Linked DNA regions of Mus musculus: regions 1, 2, 4, 5, 6 and 7 are each linked to region 3. A link is a contact called in public Hi-C, HiChIP or PLAC-seq and promoter capture Hi-C data. All regions are on one chromosome and are shown on one strand. Each heading gives the region's core, a stretch centred on a gene start, on an enhancer-like site or on the middle of the called end of the contact. The rest is flanking DNA. Distances are from core to core; before and after follow the strand shown.

Evidence for each region. Promoter capture Hi-C pulls out the DNA fragments that hold promoters and counts their contacts. A called contact is a pair of places that touch in the nucleus more often than the background predicts. HiChIP or PLAC-seq counts read pairs in DNA pulled down with a chosen protein or histone mark.
Region 1: a promoter capture Hi-C map of pre-B cells shows a contact between it and region 3, with 4 times the contacts expected there. The contact joins the promoter of Rtraf here to the promoter of Samd8 in region 3. A contact is called at or near these places in 3 of 39 promoter capture datasets (liver and pre-B cells) and 2 of 484 Hi-C or Micro-C datasets (B cells and CD4 T cells).
Region 2: a contact with region 3 is called in a promoter capture Hi-C map of pre-B cells. The contact joins the promoter of Gng2 here to the promoter of Samd8 in region 3. A contact is called at or near these places in 1 of 39 promoter capture datasets (pre-B cells) and 1 of 9 other capture datasets (liver).
Region 4: a Hi-C map of CD8 T cells shows a contact between it and region 3, with 6 times the contacts expected there. The contact joins the promoter of Saysd1 here to the promoter of Samd8 in region 3. A contact is called at or near these places in 2 of 39 promoter capture datasets (liver and pre-B cells) and 1 of 484 Hi-C or Micro-C datasets (CD8 T cells).
Region 5: a contact with region 3 is called in a promoter capture Hi-C map of liver, with 4 times the contacts expected there. The contact joins the promoter of Nudt13 here to the promoter of Samd8 in region 3. A contact is called at or near these places in 2 of 39 promoter capture datasets (liver and pre-B cells) and 1 of 484 Hi-C or Micro-C datasets (CD4 T cells).
Region 6: a contact with region 3 is called in a promoter capture Hi-C map of pre-B cells, with 4 times the contacts expected there. The contact joins the promoter of Kcnk5 here to the promoter of Samd8 in region 3. A contact is called at or near these places in 3 of 39 promoter capture datasets (erythroid cells, liver and pre-B cells) and 1 of 484 Hi-C or Micro-C datasets (B cells).
Region 7: a contact with region 3 is called in an H3K27ac HiChIP or PLAC-seq map of thymic regulatory T cells, with 8 times the contacts expected there. The contact joins the promoter of Ecd here to the promoter of Samd8 in region 3. A contact is called at or near these places in 2 of 39 promoter capture datasets (liver and pre-B cells), 2 of 115 datasets of contacts at active chromatin or transcription factors (astrocytes and thymic regulatory T cells) and 2 of 9 other capture datasets (adipose tissue and liver).

Annotation. Positions count from the first base shown.
Region 1 is chr14:19,822,348-19,825,491 of GRCm38.p6, reverse strand. It overlaps Rtraf (RNA transcription, translation and transport factor), which reads left to right and starts at 1,669. Exons shown (of 8, transcript NM_026528.3): 1 at 1,669-1,823; 2 at 2,802-2,926. The coding sequence starts at 1,763.
Region 2 is chr14:19,975,876-19,978,939 of GRCm38.p6, reverse strand. Gng2 (guanine nucleotide binding protein (G protein), gamma 2) reads left to right here and starts at 1,691. Exons shown (of 4, transcript NM_010315.4): 1 at 1,691-1,982.
Region 3 is chr14:21,749,179-21,752,320 of GRCm38.p6, reverse strand. Samd8 (sterile alpha motif domain containing 8) reads right to left here and starts at 1,790. Exons shown (of 6, transcript NM_026283.3): 1 at 1,541-1,790. The coding sequence starts at 1,714.
Region 4 is chr14:20,081,686-20,084,641 of GRCm38.p6, reverse strand. It overlaps Saysd1 (SAYSVFN motif domain containing 1), which reads left to right and starts at 1,470. Exons shown (of 2, transcript NM_026209.1): 1 at 1,470-1,764. The coding sequence starts at 1,555.
Region 5 is chr14:20,292,957-20,296,093 of GRCm38.p6, reverse strand. Nudt13 (nudix (nucleoside diphosphate linked moiety X)-type motif 13) reads right to left here and starts at 1,404. Exons shown (of 9, transcript NM_026341.3): 1 at 1,302-1,404.
Region 6 is chr14:20,180,347-20,183,502 of GRCm38.p6, reverse strand. Kcnk5 (potassium channel, subfamily K, member 5) reads left to right here and starts at 1,721. Exons shown (of 5, transcript NM_021542.4): 1 at 1,721-2,236. The coding sequence starts at 2,051.
Region 7 is chr14:20,346,713-20,349,567 of GRCm38.p6, reverse strand. Ecd (ecdysoneless cell cycle regulator) reads left to right here and starts at 1,447. Exons shown (of 14, transcript NM_027475.3): 1 at 1,447-1,774; 2 at 2,747-2,855. The coding sequence starts at 2,753. Fam149b (family with sequence similarity 149, member B) reads right to left here and starts at 1,406. Exons shown (of 14, transcript NM_001024512.2): 1 at 1,174-1,406. The coding sequence starts at 1,220.

The DNA.
Region 1 (3,144 bases), core at 420-2,919, 1.9 Mb after region 3:
GTTTCCAGCAAAATCAGTTATCATTTTGACTGCGAGTGAACTCCTCACTATCTCCAAGCCACTGTTTCTCTCTTTTGTCCCTCCCACCCTCCCTTTTTGGTCTTTTAAATGGAATCAAAGTAGACAGCCAGTCTGTCCTGCTCATCACTGCTCGCCTGTATCTGGAAAACAATTTGTAACGGAATGGGAAGGGTCTTAAATCCAGTAGGAGCATTTGATTGTCTCTAGAGCACAGCAGGCAGTTCCTGAGGCAGGCAAGCATGGGAGAGAGGATAGCTTGGAACCCCAATTTGTTTCTGGTTATTCACATAGCCCCTCTTACAATGATGCTCTTGGCAGCCTTGTTCCTTCATTGGTAAGTCACACACACACACACACACACATACACACACACACACACACAACCAAAAATTCTCCAAACAATTTACCTGGCACCTCGGAACTCCCTTAACCTCCCCAGATTATATATACTTCTACCTCTAAATAATAATGTTTCTTCACCCCTAGTACCAATCACACCTACACAGTTTTTATTCAAGTATATTCCCAATGTATGGGGTATAAAGATTAGAAGGGTCAAGATGGCCTGAACTTGCTTGGGGTATAGGCACAATTAAGGGGAAACTATGTCCTCTAATAAGCTTTTAAGAAGAATCTCTTATTTACTCTCATATGCCTGTGCATGTGATTAAAGCCAGATGCATTATTGGAAGGGACGTGAGCAGTATTGAAATGATCGTATAACCTGATCTATCAATTGAAATAAAGGATCATTCACATTAGTAACCAGCGCCTCCTTTTTCTTGACCGGTGAAGAGACCCAGGCTGTAGCCTGAGGTACTTGGTACTTTTGCTCGCGTTGCCTGCTGTCATTCTGTAACTTTGCACTATAGCATTGCTTCAAATAAAACTATTTTGCTTTTGCATATTTGGATAAGAGGCCAAAAACCTGGAAGCATGCAACTTAGATCATAAGCACCGACAGCTTTGCTAAAAGATAAGAAGAAAGTTTTAAATGGGCGCTTTAGATTATCAGTCGCGTTACAGAGTGGGGAAAATACATCAGGAAAGGCAAGAAAGGATGAGAGAGAAGAGATGGCAGGACTTAGTGGCCCACTGAAGGTAGTGACTGAGAGGTTTGAGGAGAAGGAAACGCAGGTTCCCGGTTTCTGACTTCACTGTTTGGGGACAAACTGAAATATGGCATGGGGGTTGTATCTAATCTCCACATCACTCCAATTAGTCCGAAAGAATATCCTGCAGGGACCTTTCTTTTCGATCTTTGTATTACCAGCGTTCAAAGACGAGCAATTAATACGCTCAAGATATTAAACAGCAACTCTGAGCCAATAAGAGCTATAGCCGACTCGAGAAAGCGTACAGACATTTTTTTTTTTTTTTTTTTTTTGGTTTTGGTTTTGGGTTTTGGTTTTGCCTACTGTTGCAAGAAAAGGAGTTAGATCCACGAATCGCAGCTTCAGACCTGCTTTCGGTCCATTGTACAACTAGGAAGCTGACAATAAAGTTTATTTGAGCGTCGACGTGCACCGACGTGGCCCCGCCTCCTAAGCAGCAGCGATGATTGGCCAGCGCTTGCGGGCTGCGGGCGTTCCTAAGCCGCGATTGGCTCCGTCCGCCGTCCGTCGGAGCGTCGGTCACCGCCCCGCCCCTTCGCCGCGTCGCCGGTGCCTGCGCTGCCCGCCTCACCTCGCTTCTCCTGTCCCGGCGGAGGCCCGGGCGGCCAGCGCGAGCAGCGGGGACCATGTTCCGACGCAAGCTCACGGCCCTGGATTACCACAACCCCTCAGGCTTCAACTGCAAAGGTGGGTGGCGGCCGCGGGGTTCGGCGACGGCGCCTCCCCAGCCCGCCCGGACCCGGACCCAGACCCGGCAGCCGCTGCCCTGAGGCGCTCGGCAGGCTTCCCGGCCCCCGGGCGGCTCGGCGGGCACCTGCGGGGTAGGGGAGGGGACCGGGGATGCCCTTCGGGGCGCGCAGAAAGTTCGTGGCCGGCTGCCAGGGAAGTGGAACCGTTCAGAAAAAAAGATATTCCAGTCCTGCGGGCCAGTGGGAAACTGAGAGTGAGGCGGGGACCAGGGCCTCATTCCGCTGTGCAGGACGCACCGGTAGAAGCGGGGTGGCAGCGTTTGGTCTCCAGAAGCATATCAGGGTCAGTCCTGGTTTTTACTTGGCTTTTACTTGGCTCAAGATTGCTGGGTGGCGGTAGAGCCGAAATTGGGGGTTGAGACCTCAGTTTTCTGACGAGTAAAATGAGGATCTTTCCTGAGGGTTTTGGGTTTTGGTGTTTGGAGGGGTTGGATCTAAGGAAGCAGGTGCGTCCCGGTAACTGTACACTGTCCCCTAGCTTTCAGTTTTTAATATTTGTATTCAGGGTGCTTTAATCGTTTATTTCTAGTTTATTTTATTCTATTGGCTTGCTTCAAAGTTTTTACCTGCCCAATGCCCCTTAAACTCTAAAGGAACCAGAGTTCTAATAAAACATAGGAAACACTGTGCCCTGCATGTTTAATTCATTCAATACTCAAAACATCCCCACGAAGTAAGTCCCGTTTTCCTCATCTTGTATCTGAAGAATCTGAAGCTTAGAAAGTGTATCCGGTTTTCTGAGGCTCATCCAGAATTTGAGTCTATTGCAGTGAGCCAGGTATCTATGGCTCTGCAGTCTGAACTTTGAGCTCTTGCTGACTTCCCTCGGGGTCAGTTAATGTAGTGTTTGCAGGTTAGAAAGCCACCAAGGATCACAAAGGCTTTTAGTGACTTGATATATGATGTTTCGTTGCAGATGAAACAGAATTTAGAAACTTTATCGTTTGGCTTGAAGACCAGAAAATCAGACACTACAAGATTGAAGACAGAGGTAACTTGAGAAACATCCACAGCAGTGACTGGCCCAAGTTCTTTGAAAAGGTAATGAATCAGGAAGTAGAAGGAAGCACAGAGAACTTTTGTAAACGTTGTATGTTGAGTTGAAAATTCCTATGTTCTTTTAAGATATAATAGTGATCAGTGTGAGTAAAGCTAACTCCATGGATTCAAACTCTGTTGTTTTGATTTTTAAAGCAAATTATATTATCTCCAACCGAGCTGTCAGTATTTGGATTAAACATCATTTTCTAAATGTCACG
Region 2 (3,064 bases), core at 442-2,941, 1.8 Mb after region 3:
TAGCATTACACACACACACACTATTTTATATATATGTATGTATATATACTTTATGTTGGACATTTCTGGTCTCTTACAATAAAAAAAGATTTCTGAGAAACTTCATGGAACTTGAAATCAAAACAAAAGGAATCTTGGGATTGTTTGAGAACACTCACTGAGAGTAACTTTTGCGCCTGCCAGAATGACATTCGGTAGTCCCCAGGGTGTGCGAGGAAGGCACAGCTGATGAGCCTGCATCAATCTAGATTTTCCTGTCAGATTCCCTCCTGGTGAGTGAAGGTAGGACAGGGCCTTCAAAATACAGTAGCAGATTGCTTCTAATGCTTGAGAAGGTTAGCTTTCTAGGCCTGGCTTCTGAGAGAGGATGGATTTATTTATTAATTACATTTGAGACAGGGTCTCACCATGTAACTCAGAGGAGCTTTGAGCTCAAAGTGATTCTGTTGTCTCAGGCTACAGTACTGAAACTGCAGCTATGACTACCATGCATCACCTCCCTTCAGGAGCAAGGATTCCCTCCTCGCTGCCCTGCTGGTGTTTAAAATGTACCTTCCCCCAAAGTGCTTCCTTAATCCAGAGAAAGAATAACTCAAACCTGGGGTAAATTGTTGCCACAAGCATCAGGGCTCAGCTGTGAACATAACTGGGGGAAGCCAGGGGAACAAACACTGGTGTCCGACCGGCTGTTGACTGTCCGAGCCACTTGTCACCTGAGTTTCAGTCTCTTGTAAATAATAACCGATAGTATGTAATTGAGTATTTTCTCTGCTCTGGGAACTATTTGAAGCACCACGTATCTGTCTGGTCTTACTTCCTTCTCAGATTTTTCCACTGTGAAATATGGTATGATTTTTGCAAGTGGGGAAACTGAGGCATATAGACATTAAGTCATTTGTCTAAGTTTACAGGCAGGAATGACAGCTCAGATTTTAACTCTGGAGGACAGACTGACAATGGTTCTCTTTATTCATGACACTATCCTATTGTCTGAAACAAAGGGCAAAAGAGGCCCCTCAGCCCTACCAATATTAGGTGGGTGGTAGAGGAGGGGATCTATGGCTGGACTGGGAATCCGGGCCACTCAGACCACACCCCTCCCTTCATTCACACTCTCCTCGGACTGTTCTCACTGCTAGATCTACCTCAGCATTGCAGGACTTGGCTTAGCTCACACGTCCCAGAAGTCCTGCGGGTGCCATTATTTTCTAAGCATATGGGTTAAATAAAATCTCAGTGGTAGGGAGACCTTGGGGGAATGAAGCTCCGGAAAGGTTGGCTGGCCACAGAGGAAAAACTCGGCAGCAAGAGGCTGCAAGCTGCTTGGGAATGCAGATAGGCCGTAAATTAGAAGGCGCTGCTGGCTGGCCCCGGATCTCAGGACCAGAGTCTACGCCGGCCCAATAAATACAGTAGCTTCAGTTCAGAATGAGAAAGCAGTTTGGGTGTTGAGGAAACCCACTGAGGCACTGTGTGGACACTGTTGGGAGATGAGCGCTGGGAGATAAGAAAAGGACTGAGAAGACAGTGCAGTGGGGATGGAAGGGCGCTGGAAAAAAGGGGTCCAGGGGATTAGAGCCAAATTAGCATCAGCAGCAGACAAAGCCACTTAGAGGAAGCCCTGAAGTGGTGGGAGAAGCAAACGAGAAAGCTGGCTTGCTACCCGATACTAAGAGAGGAGGAAGTGGGAGATGAGCTGCTTCCTGTAGGAATGAGGATTGAAGACAAAGCTGGGTGGGGACTCAGGCTTGGGCTTCAGGGGCTGCTATACAGACAGACACACGACGCCTCTCGGTGGGCAACTCCTACTACGGCTGGGCTGGGCTGGGCAGGGCTTCGCTGCGCTGGGCTGGGCTGACTGGGCTGGGCTGGGCTGGGCTGGGCTGGGCTGGGCTGGGCTTGGGCTGGGCGGGCCGACCTCACCACCCATCTGCTCCGCCAGGGGAAGCTGCTCTCTAACCAAGCCTCCGGAGCCAAGCAAGGTAAAGGACACGTTTTCCATGTAGCTCCTTTTGAATTGAGATGAAGTGACCATGCTTGTGGGTTTTGGGGTGGATTTCTTAGGGAAGCGAGGAACATTGATTCAGGCTTGGGGGAAATGATTAAGATGGGATTTTAATTTTTTTTTTTTTTTTCGAGAACGATGGTCAGATTTGTGACACATTTTGTTCAGGGTGTGGGGAACCACCCTCAGTGTTTAGGAAAACAAGCTGAATGTAAGAAGTGGTTTGTTTAGCTGGCTCAGCAGACCGACAGGGCTGAGTTGCAGTCAGCTGGGGTGCGAAGCTGCAGTCTGGGCACCCGAGCGTGGCAGACCCTTGTTTTGGGGTGTAAGTGGTGAAAGATGTTAAGCACACTCATATACGTATGTATTTCGGTGAGCCGTCTCTTTGCAACATTATGGCTGTGGTTTGGCTGTGAGGATGTTGGGTTCTTTTGTACATAGATTTTTACCAACAAAGGCTCGCATTTCGAGAGCGAGGGGCCAGTATTTACCTCTAAGGAACTAGTGTCTTCCTCTCCTTGCTGCTACCATTTGTTAGTAGGTCTTACCCTAAAGTTGCATCCTTATTTAAAGGACCATGGCCGGCCTATAACTTGCTGAAAATCGGATACCGGTGTGTAAATGGATTTTATGCCTGTATGAATTTTATCCATCTCTAGATCAAAACGATTGTTAATTCTAGACAGAGATAATATCGAAGTGAGCTGGTTTGTTTCCTTGTCTGTGTATGCTGTACACTGAGTTAATACAATCAGAACACAGTTTTTATTCTGTAAATTTTCTTAAGCACTGGATGCTGATAATGAGTCTGGGATAGTAACTGGTTTGCGTTTATGAGTGATATATATAAAAGTACAATAAAGAGGTCTAACAGGCTTGAACTGAGATTATGGGCTTTTTTGGCAGAACATGTAGGATAAACAGTTTAATAAACTGTGTCATAATTTTTAAAAAATCTTCAACAAAAGTGTAGTTAAGCATAAGAAAGCATTGATTAAAATGATTTTTACTTTTTTATATACAATAAAAGGAGATAGTTTTTCAAAGCAAAGAAAGAGC
Region 3 (3,142 bases), core at 541-3,040:
CAATTTAAAAGCTTGTTGCAGCCACAGTAGATGGTCATCTTGTGAGGATGGAGCAGTAGAGGCTTGTTGAAAGTAGAAAATAATTAAAAGTTGGTTTTGAAATGCCCAACAACATAGCCAAACCTATCTGATAAGCTGCAAGGAGCCTTAATGAGCCTCAGTTAGAAGTCAAAGGAGTCACGATACCATTTCTTATTTATATGAACTCAAAAAGTTTTGGGATCAATATTTTTCTGGCAGAGTTACAGCTTTGGTACTACATCTTCCAGAAAAAGCACCTGTGTGCTTACACATTTCTTTTGTCAGCTGCCAACTATAACCTCCCTTTGCTACCTTTAGGTTTCTTGATCACGATAGAAAAAAAATTCCATTCATGTGGAAAAAATCTGCTAAATAGCAAGAGAATACTGATCCTGAAAAAGCTGTTAAAATCACCTTTCAAATTTTGTACGAGGTAACTCCAATCCTCGAGTTACCAATGGGGACGATCTTGTAGGATTCTGGACTATGGGTGGCTTCACTTCTTGTCGTAAATGACCTCTTAAACCCAAGAATTTCCACGGACCATATTTCCACCCTGTGGCCAATATGCGGGCCAACTCAAGCTGTATTCAAGTGTTAACAATTCGCACTGAATTATCTGTAAAATCCAAACGTCCAAATTCCCCTTGCAGATTTAATTTTTTTAATTTAAAGGTAATGTACTAAAGACTTACACTTGCCTGACATCTGAACCTTCTTAAAAACGAAGCACAGAGGAGAAGAAACCACTCGCGTCAGAAGAAATCTGAGTGACATCTTTATTTTCACAAATCACTACCCTCTACGAACATCACTTCCTCTCTCCGATCGCCTCCCCCAGTCCCTGTACGAGAATCAGCGATGCATACCCGCCCCTCGCAATCTAGCTTCTTAAAGGGATCACAAACAGGCAAGCCCCAAAGCCGTCATCCACTACCCAGAGATTTTTGACACCTTGAAAGACACTTACCTGTAAAAAAGCCAAGGCCCTAAATTAGATCCCCAAGGGCTCCTTTTTTTCCCCTGGACTTTTCCTCTCTAACCTTTAGGCCAAGCTCCTTCCCACCCGACAGCACCTCCCTCTTTCCAGGCAACCCTAACTCCCGCCCTGCGAAACCAGCCACCATTCCCACCGAGTCAGGTGGCTGTCAGTCCCCACCCGGCTGCCTCGCCCTCATGCGGGTTACGGGTTACAGGAGGCCCGGGGCCAGCTCTCCCTATCCCTCATCTCTATGGCTACAACCCAGGGCACCTCCTCCTCCAGGTCTGGATTCCGGGGACCCCTCTTGCACGTTCCTTCTCCCCTAGCCGGGTAGCAAGGACCCAGCCCCTGCGCCTCGTCCCTTGTTGCCCGCGGGTCAGCTCAACCCCCTGATTTTCTCCGGATTCCATTCCAGAGCGGCCTCCCCTGGCTTCCCCAACCGTCTCCCCGCGGCCCTTGGCGCCCCCGACTCTCCACTCACCCTTGGTTGCAGGCGCCCCCCAATCTCCCCTCTCATCAGCCTCGGCGCCCGCTCACCTCCGCGGTGGGAGCCGGGCTGCCGGGACCCAGCTCGGAGCCGGTGTCTAAGTCGCCGTTGGAGTCGGGGGTCCTCGGCGCGTAGGCGGGGCGCAGCGCCTTGAGAGTCAGACGCGAAGGCCGGGGGAGGGAGCCGGAGCGCAGGCGGGAGCCGGCTCGGCTACCAGCGGGCATCGCTCCGGCCCCTTTGGAGCCGTGCCGCCAGCAGCGGCCAGCCGAACCGGAACTGCTTCGGGAGGCGGGGCGCTACGGGGAGGGGGCGGGTCCAAAACCGGAAGAGGAGGGGAAACCCAAGGGGGAGGGGGAGAGCGCTTGCGTCATGCCCAAGCATAATTCATCAAAGGGTTTTAATGAAGATAGGAGAAGGCTTGTGGGTTGTTGACTGGGGTTGGAGCCTAGGAAGAGGCTATTATCCTGAGCCCTTTGAAGGGGCAAACCCCTTCTCAGTCAGTCCTCAAGTTGCATCATTTATTTGTTTTTCCACCTTTGGTGTTTTCGAGACAAGGTTCCTCTGTGTGTAGCTTCAGCTGTCCTGGACATCACTCTGTAGACCAGGCTGGCCTCAAACTCACAGAGATCCACCTGCCTCTTCCTCCCAAGTGCTGAGATTAAAGGCGAGTGCCACCACTGCCCAGCCCCGTTTATTGCCCCTTGATTTTGTACTGTGCTAGAGACTATACTTCAAATCATTGTTTCAACTCTGTAGATCTCATAGAAAGGTCAAGAAACATTGTAGCCTGACGTAGCACAGTTAATCCAAGCTGGTACCCAAGCCCAAGCTAACCTCAGACAGAACCTGGGTTCTTTCCTGCTACTACCATACCCCACCTTAACGGAATATCCCCTTCTAAAGCAAGCCTAACATTGGCAGAATCCACGTCTGAAGCCATCTGCAGCTTGAAATCTCAGCCCTCTTTGACTCTACTTTCTTGAACAATGCAGGACCGGCTTTGGTAGTTCTGAGGGAGAAGGGGGCAGATTCTAAGATGGACAGGAGGAGAACAGGGGCAGCCAGGAATCTGCCTAGTATGCTCAGAACCTTCAAGGGCTCCATGACACTGCAAAACATCTCATCTCCTGCAGCCCTTGTAGGCAGAGAACTCTCTTGTCCCCGTGCTTCTATAGGGGTAGAGGTGTTGCTCAGTGGTTAGAGCACTTGCTGCTCTTGCTGGAGACTCAGGTTTAATACCCTTTCACCTCAATGCCTCAAGTTCAATGCCACATGCCACCTCACAACCATCTAGAACTCTAATTCCAGGAGACCCACCCCCCACCCCCACTTTCTGGATACAGCAGGCATGGGATGCATGTGGCCCACATACATATTTGTAGGCACTCAAACATAATTTTAAAACTTATTTTATATGTATAAATGTTTGCCTGCATGTATTATCTGTGTTCTTAACCACTGAGCCATCTCTCCAGTACCAATAAAATATTTTTAATTATAAAAATAATGTTTAAAAAGTGGTTCTAGTGTCCAAAGATTCTCAGAGCCTTATTCTCAGAGCCTTGGGCAATGATCACCTCTCTGACATAAAAGGATCCATCAGCTTTCTCTTAAAAAAAAAAAAAATCTGCTATCTTCATTATAGAACCACC
Region 4 (2,956 bases), core at 221-2,720, 1.7 Mb after region 3:
CTCCACTTTGGGAGTAGGAGAAATGGCTCAGCAGTTAAGAATGCTTCCCCAGCTACTGCCTGGAACTCCAGCTCCAGGGGACTCAACACCCTCTTCTGGTTTCCACAAGCAACTGCACTGACATACAGACCACACACACACACACACACACATTACACAAAAGAACAAACCAAAAAAAAAAAAAAAACCCAAAACCCAAAACAAAAAACCCAAAACAACAAAAAAATCTTTCCAATTAGAATGTAGAAAGCAAAGGTCTTTATTTCATTTGTGATCCCTGCCTCCTGCTCTCAATCCTTAATGTTTGGTGCCGAACTCAACACATAGCCCTAGACAAACATTTGTTAAATGAATATTTTCTAGCTTTTTGACTCGAACTCAGTAGTATCCAACAAGTATTTGAGACTCAATTCTGCAAGTGCTACTTAGCTAAATCCTTGGTACTTAGCTTGGAGCTTTAAAAATCTGTAAAACTGTAAGATCTAAAATTTTAATTTTTGGGTAAATACTAATTGCAAGAAAGGATAAGAACACCCAGAGTTCTAGAAATGTTCTTTACTGGATGGTAGTTACACACTATAGTTACGATTTATAGATTTTATATATTTTTAGTATGTTTTGGTCATATGCATTCTCCTCCTCTAACTCCTCCAACATTGACCCCTCTCGCACCTTGTCCTCTTTTTCACTTTTTAAGAAGTCCACAAATTCCCATTCATGGGTATGGAGCAATCCACCAGGATCTACCAGGGCTTACATGAAACTGACTCTCTACCCCGCCCGAAATCATCACCCATAAGTAGCTCCCCAGTTAGGAGTGGGGGCTTGCGAAGGTTGGGTCGTTTGGTTTTGTGCAGGCAAACACGCTGCTGGGAGTTCAAGAGTGGCCCTGTGATGGCCATAAGACAGTTTCAGTCTGGCTTCCTCCTATCCTTAGCTTTTAAAGTCTTTTGACAACCCCCCCCCCCAGGTTTGTGTATTTAAGTTTTTCCTCAGTAAGTTCGTTTGTTTTACATTTCTTGTCTAGTCAATGCATCTTTCTAGTGTAGCAAGCAAACTAAATGCTAAGAAAATGGAGGTGTGAACACCTTCAGCGAGACTGATAGACTGCAGTAAGAGTTAGAAGGTAGGACGCATCCTGCCTTTCTGACACGGGAAACTTCCCAGAGATCACAGGTCTCCTCCCGCGTCCCGAGACGCTTTTTCTGCGGTGCTGACCACTGGCTTCCCCGCATGCGTTCTTCCCTGAACCTGAGGTGAGGAGCAAACACGTCAGAACTGAGTTCTGCGGCCCGGGCAAGAGCCGGAACATCTGACGGTTCTCATACTTTAAACGCAACCTTTTAGCCGGAGGAGATGGGACACTCAGTTCACTCTCCTCTCGAGAACCGAGGACCGCTCCAGGTACAGGAGGGTCACCAGACGTCACAAAGCCTTGGAAAATTCCGACCCGGGCTCATGCAACGCGCAGGCGCAACAGAGGGCCACGTGCGCAGGCGCACGGCGGCCGAGGACAGGCCTGGACACACACCGGCGAGCGGGCGGCTGCGCACCATGGAACAGCGGTTAGCCGAGTTCCGGGAGGCCCGCAAACGGGCCAGTCTGGTAGCCCAGCCTTCCACGTCCAGTCAGAGCGTACAGACCTCGGGAGCGAAGGCGGAGCCAGCGGCGGCGACCCCAAAGACAGCCACGGGCTGGCTGACACGCTTCCTGAAACGGAAAGCCAACCCCGCCATCGCTCAGGCTCAGCCCAACCAGCCTCAGGTGAGGAGAGAGGCCTGCACCTTGAAGCTCCGCCTCCGCGCGGGGGCCACGCCCCTGCCTGCCCAAGCCACACCCAGGATATCTGGCTCTTCCTTGTCCTGTGCGCTCTCTCCTCGCCTGCCTCGTGGCTGGACACCGCATTTCCGCTCTGTGTATCAGCACATGATACGTGGCCTTGACGTTTTCCATCCCAGACAATCCTATGCAGCAACTAGTTGAAAACAAAGCGAAGCTCTAGGGAGCTTGAAGAAACATCTCTGCTCTCCAGTTGTTCACTGCGAGTTAATGACAGAGATTCGTGGCTTTGAGAAACTGATAAGTTATTTCTCCACTGGTGAAGTAAGCCAATTCAAGCCAGATTAGTATATATATAGGTTTATCGGGAAGCTGCTTTTGTGCCGATGAGTTCACTGGCCCTAGGAAGGAGGCCAGGGAAGTCGCCATGAGAAGGGAGACAGAGGGGAGGGAGAAGAGAAAGAGAGAAGGAAAAGGAAGAAGAGGAAGAGAGAAAACCAACCAAACAAAAAAAAGTCTGGGTTATATAGTAAAGAGCCTGTGGGCTGGAAAGTTCAGGGTTGGGGGTAGGGTATGCTAGGTAGGGACTGAGAGATGCTTGGAGAACCTGGAGGCCAGGTCTGCTTGGTGTGTAAAATATACACCTCAGCACCTTGTCCTGGGGTCTGAAACCACTGAGCTGCATCCACTGCTAGTGAGGGGGTAAAGGCCTTACTGGTTATGGCTCAGAGGTGGCAGTAATTAAGGCTGCACTTTATTCACACCTTGGGTAGAGGAAGCCAGTGTCTCGGGTAGCTTGTACTTTAGAAATGGGATTTGGACCAGGAAACAAAAAGAGGTTTGAGACTATGGCCATACTGTTCTGAATGCAGCTTGATTTCTGAAGCTAAGCAAGGTCTGGCCTGTGCAAAACGGGGTTTGACTATGGAAGTGTGGCCACTGTAACTGCCTAGAGTGATGTGCATGGGCTTATAGGCCCCTCTTGGACTAGAGAAGGGTATTCAAGTTCAACTGTGAGTGATCTAGGTAGAAATAATTTGGACAAGTATGATAGCCCATTCGAATCTCATTGTGGCTTCATATAGTTCCACACAGGAGTATCCTGGCAAAGGTACTTGCCTGTGAGGTTGGAATCCCTGGGTGGAAATATGAAACACTCCAAGGAGGAAATTTGTGT
Region 5 (3,137 bases), core at 155-2,654, 1.5 Mb after region 3:
GCCACAGGATAAGTGTACAGGTCAGAGGACACCCTCAGGTGTTGGTCCTCACCCTCCACCTTATTTTGAGCCATGATATTTCTGTCATTCATCACTGTGTATACTAGGCTGGTTAGCCTGTGAGCTTCCAGAGAGTCACAGATGTGCACTATTGCACCCCACTTTACATGGGTCCTGGGGACTCAAACTCAGCAAGCACTTTATCTGCTGAGCCACTTTTCCAGCCCTGACTAAAATTTACTTATTTATTTTTACTGATTTTAAATTTCATTTATTTATTTATTTTTGAGACAAAGTATCACTCTGTAACCCAGGCTGGCCTCAGACTCATAGCGACTCTTTTGCTTCAGCAGGAAGGATTATAGGCTATCTTTAAATTTTAAAGCACATGCATATACATACATACACACACATATATATGTATATATAAATACAATAATGTATAACAAAACCAGTAGTTTCCAGGACTAACGGCTAAAAGAGGTTATTTTCACGCTACTGGAAATTTAGGCTACTGGAATTCCTCTGGTGAGGTTAATGGGTCCTGGGAATCGAGCTGTAACTACTCACTGCTCTTGTATGGCCATACAGCTACCTGGTTTCTTGTCCAATATTTGATACCAAATTAATTTTAGCCAACTGTCGATTATCATGGCCTGACGACTGGACAATATGTCAAACAGCATCCCCACACTTGACGCTCCTGGTGTGTGTGTATACAAAGAATTATCGATGAGATGAAAGGTAACGTTGTTTTTACTCAAAACTAATAAATGCCAAGGCATTTGAACGTATGAACTAACAACTTCTATGGCACACACACACACATTTCTCATTCTGTTCATCTTTCCAGATGGAATGACTTGAAAGGCATAAAGCGTGACCGTGGGTTCCTCCTGAATCTTCACAGGTGCCCAGGGAGCAGCCACTCCACTGTGGACTTCGATGGCTGGGAATGCTGGAAGCTGATGAGCAGCCGTGTTGCAGACTTCACGGTCTCTGTGCCCTGGTTTATATAAAAAGCTTTATGGTTTATTTCTAAAAGATCCCGCCACCATTTAAAAAATTAAGAGAAAAGGTGAAATATTGGAAACTTCCATTTTAAATAGCTCTTCAAAAATATTTCAGAAAATATTTAGAGGTACTCAATGTTGGGTACAAAAACGTCCGGTTTCTCGAGATTTGAAAGGTTTAAGTTAAAACTGTCAAACTCTGTAACCGAGAGCGTCTGGCAAGTTTTGATTATGGCTCCTTACTACATCCTAGTTGCACTTAGAACAGGTTTCGTTTCCTGTACTCACTCTTTTCGAGATGCCTTCTATGCCCCAATGGTCTGCACGCCCCTGGAAACTCCAAATGTTCAAGTTCAAATGGTTTCTCTTTTCCCTTCCCAGTGGGATTGACGCTTTGCCACACCTCCCAGAATCCTCCTTAAAGATGCACTCTGGGAAATGTAGTTTCATCGCTACAGCGCACGTAGGGGTGGTTGGGTAAGTGGAAATCTGACACACTTCCCAGCAGTCTCAGAGAGATTACCGATGCACTCTGGGAATTGTAGTTCAACTTTTAGGCCGGGAGCTTGTAACCTTGGGTTGCAAAGTTAACCTTATAAAGCATATAGTGAAACCCACCACAAACAAATAGCTTTAACAGTTTCCAGATCTTCTGGGCTAGATGCTGCTTAGCTGAATTGGTGAGCCCCAGGTTCAGTGGGAGACCCTGCCTCAATGAACAAAGGGGAAAGCCATGGAGGAAGACATTCCATGTCAACTTTACCCTCTACACCCACATACTTTAATGTGCACCCATGGACACACATGTGCCATGTACATATGAACATGAAAAAAAAATCTTTTTTTAAGGTTAGGAGTTCCGGGCTTAGCCGGGCGTGGTGGTGCATGCCTTTAATCCCAGCACTTGGGAGGCAGAGGCAGGTGGATTTCAGAGTTCAAGGCCAGCCTGGTCTACAGAGTGAGTTCCAGGACAGCCAGGGCTATACAGAGAAACCCTGTCTCGAAAAACAAAAACAAAAACAAAAAAAGGAGTTCCAGGCCTGCCTTTAATCCCAGGAGACAGAGGCAGAGCCCTCTGAATTTGAGGTCAGCCCAGTGTACACAGTAGACTCAGGTTATCAGGGGTGCATACTGATACCTTGCTTTAAATAAACGAGGGACTGTGCTTAGGTATATAGACGCTTTAGGTAAAACTCTTACCTTGGTCAATCAGTAGGATCAATCACCATCTAAGACGAATCTCCAGTAAAGCTACTTGGGGCTGCTTTCTTTCTTACTATGGGAGTTGCTTGCTTCTGTGAGAAGCCAGTGCTATTAACCACTAAGCCATTTCCCTAGCTCTTCAAAATATAATTAATGAGACAAAATATTAAAAGTACAGGATACATAAAAAATGCATCTTAATGTAAACAAAATTCTATGGGAGAAAACAAAATAAATAACTGTACACACGGTTGTAAGTGCTGGGGCAGAAGTTAAAGCATGGTAAGAGGAGGAGCGGTTTTGCTATTTTACGTAGGATGGATAGCCTCATTGTTAAGGCAACACTGGAATAAAGAGCTTGACAGAGCTGACAGGAACAGCCAAGTTAGGATTTGTGGGGAGAGACTTGTAGACAGAGTAAAATAAGCTCGTGCAAAGGCCCTGGGGTGGAGATGTGCCTGGCGGGTGTAAAGAAAGGTTAGGACTGGGGCTGGAGAAATGGCAGAATGGTTTAGAGTCCTGATTGTTCTTCTAGAGGACCTGGATTTGAGTCCCAGCTTCAATATAACAGCTTACAACCTTCTGGAACTCTAGTTCCAAGGGATCTGAGGTCCTCTTCTGGCCTCTGTGGGCATTGCTCAAATGTGGTACACAGTATACACAGACAAAACACCCATAACACATAACAATAAAAGGTAAAACAAAGAAATGTAGGACAGATCATTATAGATGAGGTCAAAAAATAGACAGGCACTAGATCACACGGAGCCTCACGAGTGTTATGTTTTTATAAAGCCATTATAATGTTCTGGGTTTATTCCGAGAGGGATAGAATGTCACCAAAGGGCTTAAGCGGAACAAGAGGACATTTTAAAAGAACCATTGTAGGGACAAGGTTACTAACTCCTGAATATAGATCTG
Region 6 (3,156 bases), core at 472-2,971, 1.6 Mb after region 3:
GGCCCAGGGCAAGCCTTGTATGGAAGTACCCTGAGGAAGGAAGCAGGCACTGGGACACAAAGTTAGAAAGCCTGAATTTTCATATATACATATATTATGTGTGTGTGTGTGTGCTCACAGAGCTCAGAAGAGGCATTGGATACTCTGGAACTGGAGTTACAGGGAAAATGAGACTCTGTCCTCTGTAATAGCTGTCAGTCTCTCTCTGTTTTTTTTTTTTTTTTTTTTTTTGGTTTTTCGAGACAGGGCTGTCAGTCTCTTAACTGACAAGCCATCTCTCCTGCCCTAGAAACCTGAGTTTTCTCGGTTTCCTGCTCAGACTTCTCCCTCAGGGCATGTTCACAATCTTCAAACAAGAGCTACAAACAATTGAAGGCCAGAGGTGGTGGCCATGTCTTTAATTCCAGCACTTGGGAAGTGTAGGGAGTGGATCTTTGTGAGTTCAAAGTCAGCTTGGTTTACATAGCGAGGTCCAGGATAACCAGAGCTACACAGGGAGACCCTATCTAAATGATTGACTGATCAGCAGTGTGGAGCCATCCTTAGCTCTGCAGATGCAGCAAGATTTCAAGAGCCACAGACAACCTTCTTGCAACTCTCGGCCTGTGACGATTAATCACCCACAGAAGGAAAAGGCCCTGGGGAGGGGGTAGTGCCAGGGACTCTGGCCTCTGTTGCATCTGCTGCCACAGAGGTCAGGGGCAGGCTGTGGCTCTGGCACACAAGTCAGCACCCCTGACTTGAGACAGTGGAGGCTGCCCAAATGGCTCTGCCTAGCTTCCATTTCTTTCCTGGAAAGTAGATCTAACGACAAACCCCCGATTACGATACAAAAACATGTCGTCTGCCCAGGGTTTATAAATGCTCAGAGAAGCAAGCAGAGTGAGGAGTAACTCAGACGAGTTTTGACAGATGTATTCACATCTTCTGCCTATTATCAAGTATTTGTTTATTTTTGAGAGAAGGTTTTACTGTGTAGCCTGGCTGGCCTAGAACTCCCTATGTAGACAAAGTTGGTATACCTCTCTAGTTGGGACTAAATGTGCACACTACCACCACACCTGGTCTGAGTGTTTATCGCTATTAACAGGCCTGTGGATAAATGCATCACCGAGTGGAAAGCATTTCTAGTCTCTCCAGTAGATATTCCAGCTGGGGTGGGTAAGGGGGAAGTGGTGTTGTAATTTTAAGCAGGCTTGGGAGTAAGGAAGAGGTCCTTGTAATGTGGGTGTGGCTGTCTGTCGCCTCTCTCAGAAGTGTCGCGAACACAGATGACCTGGGATGGGTTCTTCACCCATTTGTGGTTGGGATTAATTCCCAGTAATCCTAATTCAGATCCAATCTCCTTACTCGGGTCAGATAAGTAAGTGTGTGAGCCCCAGGAATAATTGGGGAAACATCTGGATGTGATAGTAACACTGGCAATGTATTTCTGACCTCAGCAGTAAGGTGCATGACCGTTTTAGCGAATTATATCGATTTCTAATACGCAACTGGAGTCCCGCAGACCGCAAATCCCGCGACTGTGTGGCTCCTGGAAGTCTGGTGGGGCCATGAAGCCTTGGCCTGGAGCTTGGAGAACCCGGTGTTTGGTGTAATGACTTCAGGCGCGCTGGGCGGGGCCAGGGGCGGGTTCCGAATGGACTCCACCCCTTTCAGGGTCTGGCGCGAGCGGGCGGGCTGAGAGCTGCTTAAAGAGCCCTGCGGAGGCGCGCTGGGCGTACTGTCGCGCGCGCAGAGGCGGCACACGTGTCTGCTGGTGTGGGTCCTGAGTTTCACCCTACCCTTCAGGATCGAGAGATTGGGGTGGCCCCAACCCCCTTTTGATGTGCGCTCACCCTGGCCTGTGAGAACGTGATCCACGCAGTTCCCCGCGTTCAGGGAGCCAACTTGGCCAAGCAACTGTCCCGGGAGCGGCGCGCGGGGGTACCGGGCACTGCGCATGCGGAGCTCCAAATTCAAACAGCTGTGTCCAGGGCTGCAGGACGAGTGAACCCGGAGCTGCTGGAATTAGGGGACTCTTTCTCCAGGAGGTGGCCATTCCAGAGTCATGGTGGACCGGGGTCCTTTACTCACCTCGGCCATCATATTCTACCTGGCCATCGGGGCAGCGATCTTCGAAGTGCTGGAGGAGCCACACTGGAAGGAGGCCAAGAAAAACTACTATACACAGAAACTGCATCTACTCAAGGAGTTTCCGTGCCTGAGTCAGGAGGGACTGGACAAGATCCTACAGGTGAGCCGTCGGTCGCCAGAATCCTCCACATGCATCTGAAGCTGTTGGGACTATAGCGGTATTGAAGGGGATACTCCCTCCTACAGTTTAAGACGACCCCCCACCCCCCAGTCCCAACCAGAAGTCCCTGGGTGGCGGGAGAAAATGCCTCATCAGGTGTCAGGTCGCAAAGATCTGTGTCTTTCGTCTAGGGACAGGGAGATTCCCCCACGCGCGCAGACTTGGTCAGTACCTAGTAAGTTCCGAGAGAACTTGGGGTTGACTCCAGGATGAACTGGGCCCCGCGGTGGCTTAGTGTGGGTGTGCGGGTGCCTCCCTCTTTGGAGGGAGGCTGTGGGGCGGATAAAGGAGTTTATCTTTCCTTGGAGACGCTCCCGGAGTCCGGGAGCAGAGCCGGGTGCCACCCCTCGCGTCACCACCTCCCGCTCCAGGGCCGTTGCCGCGCCCGCTCGACCTTTCTAAACTTGAATACAGCAGAGGGCCCCCAGACCTGGTGTGAGCAAAAACACACCCGCCAGTTGCTGCACTTTGAGTGGGGCAGGGAGCTCGGACATATCCTAAGTGCCTCGGAGGAAGGTCTGTGGCTGGAATGTTCGGGACGGTCCCAGGCTTCCATGAAGTCTTAGCAAGCTGAGCCATCCCTCAAGGACTCGGAATTAAGCTTTGTCAAAACAGCAGGTTGCACAAACGAACACCCAAATTCAGGTAGTGCCCTTTTAGGGAGCGAGGATAGTGTGGGTGAGGGGATGTTTCCCTGATGTTAGCTTGTGGAGTCACTTATCTGAGAATGCACACACCCAGTAGACCATTGACCTCACCATGGTAAACTTGGCTGACCATCTCAACTGGAACCTTGAGCCAACTTAGGGTCAGAGGTTCTTCTCTGTTTCTTGAGGGCTCAGCCCCAAGCATCCATCCAT
Region 7 (2,855 bases), core at 198-2,697, 1.4 Mb after region 3:
ATTAAAAGCAGATTTTAAGTTAAATCCTTCTCACTTTGGGGAAATGATTATTTCTTAGTTTTATTCCCTAAGGAGCTTATTATCTGATTTGCTGTTGTGCAAATAACATATTCCTTAATAGATAACATGCTTCTGAAAAGCAAGGAGAGGTTCTCTTCTTTGTATGGCTCTTTTACCAAGTAAAGGCGGGAAGAAGAAAGTAGTGCTATCACTTATTGAGGATCTATTATGTACCAGCCCTACGTCATCATTTTAGGTATACTTGTACATCTTAGTTGTATACATAGACAGGAAGGCCCAGATCTAGTTAAATTTCCTAAAAGCTAAGTGGCAAGAAAAGTATCCATCTAAAAATCTCAGGTGTGACTTTAAATGAATGTTATTGGAATGCATAATAAGTGTATGGCTGTTGAAATTGCTTACTTCAATGAGGAGGACCAATGGGACTTGGTTTAAACGTTCAGGCCCTATTGGGTTCAGATGTGGAAGCTTTCTAATTTTATCTGAGCAACAGAAGCTAGTTACAGCAATCTTTCAGAACTGCTGAAAGGACCAAGAAACTGCAGGTTCTTTTGAAATTGCAAAGTACCAGTCAGTAGATATAAGGCTCTATGTTACACTTTACTAAGGGTACAAAGCAGGTTTTTAAACTACCAAAGTGCTTGCTTTTTAGCATTATTTGCAGGGGGTGTGACGGCAATGTGTGAATTGCTTGACAACAGGCTTTACAATCGGATTGACCCTTGGTTTGTACGTCTGAGCTGCACCACCTTCTAGATACAACCTTTAGACCTGTGATCTTTATTTGTAGGATGTGCAAAGTTGGTCTCAACCTGATTTCGCTATTGCATTCAAGCAAACAGCTTTGCATGGTGTTCTGAACTAGACACGTTCAACGTTATTGTAGCATTTAAGCTATTATCTTCAGTGGGGTCAAAAGCACTGTGGGAACAACGGATGCAGCACTCCCTCAATTCAGGACCTAACAGTCCCAAAGGCACACCCTAAGCTGGTGACCCAAAGACAAAAGGCAGCTTCCACCAGGGCTGGGAGGTGAGAATCCGGGATAGTATTTTCCCTCCCTATGTCTGGGACGGGAAAGGAGAGGACGGGCCTTATAAGGTCCCTTGAGCTCCGGCGGCCCAAGCTGGGCGAGCAGAGCAATCCACTCACAGCTCCACGCTCTGCGGCACGGCCTTCCGAGTGTATCTGGAGATCATCCTCCTTTTTCTCCTCTGCGGCCAGGGCGGGCAAGCCAGGGCGGGGGCCTCGGGGCCTGGCCCTCCCGCCGGCTCCGGCCCGGCCCCCTCCTGCCACCTACCGGCCCCGTCTCGCCCCGTCTCGCCCCGTCGCTTAGATTCCGGACCGCCACCTCCCAGAGTTCCCACTCTATAGTCTTCCGACCTGCCTCCTTCCTCTCATGAGCGGAAGTGACGAAGGTACAGCGTCTTTCGGAAATTGGCTCCGATGCGCACTAGAGACTATACTCAGGGTTCCGAGCCTCACGACTTGCAGGCGTTCAGGCGTGGATCAGGGCCCAAGCGAACGCGAGGACCCAGCATGGGCCGGGATTGGGCGGTTGGTGGTCGCCTCTGACCAAGTGTCCTGCTGGAAGAGGCAGCCAAGGAAAGGTGCCAGAGCAGAGGCGCACGAGAGAGCTATTGAAAGGGATCGCTTTACTTTTGTCAGGTGGAAGAAGAGCGTCTAGTTTGGTGAAGGAGCACTATACCGCGCCAGGACAGTGCTCCTGGTGGCTCCTCTTCTGTACTCTCGGGTATGTCATTTTTCATTAATTCCCATGATCTCAAGTCCAATTCTGACTCTGTAAATTCTACATAAAGAGCCCTGCTTGGATTTAGGGTGAGGGTGGGTAGAGTTTTTCCTTGATCCGCCAGGGTGAGAGGCAGCACGATTCTAATTTACAGTGGTGAGTGGGTAGTTGCATAGAAGGTGCAGGTTCCTTATTGGTTCATTGCAAAGCCAAGTAAGCTTAGGAATTAAATTGCTGCGTTAGGTGGGCATCCGGAACCATGACCAATTATTTTGGGACGAAACTCCGACACGCAAGTGTTGGCACTTTTAAATCTTCTATAGAAGCCCTGTAGAGCAAGGGGCATTGCTTTTTAACGCACCTAGTAACACAATTTTAAAGGAAGGTGTTTTAGAGACGGCAGACTAACACTTTCATTTCACGACTAAGTAGAAAGCTCAAGAAAGTAAAGTGCCCAAAGTATGCCACCGACTGAAGCACGGTTGGAAGGTGTGAGAGAATAATGGATAGTAATGGAATGTTTTCAAACTGTGTTACACACACTGCTGCCGACTGAAGGGCAAACATTTATTTATTTGTGAGAAAGGATCGTCTTATGTTACCTAGCCTAGCCTCAAAATCCTGGACCCAGGTGATCCTTTTGCCTTGATCTCTCAGCTGAGACCATAGGCACACCTAGCTATTTTTAACTTTTATCCTCACATACTTCTTTGGTTTGGGAAGTGAGTTGTTGGACTTTCATTTACTCCATAATATCAAGGTTTCCAGTTCACATAATTTAATTTTAAGGAAGATAGTTTTAAGTCTGTTATTCAGAGGATAAATCAAGTGGTGTCTGGTAAAGGCCGGAACCATGATGGTAGGTGTGTATCAAATTTGGGGGAAATAATGTAGTCACCTAGAAGAATTCTGAGAATGCTGTTATTTCTCCTTTTGTGTGGCTTATGTCCCTTGAACTTTGATGGCCATTTTTAGAGAAGAATGGAGGGCAGTGGAAAGCTCGCAATGGTAGAGGATGCTGTGGAGTACCATCTCTTCCTGATACCAGATAAAGCCAGAGGCACAGAAGAGCACAGAGAGATTC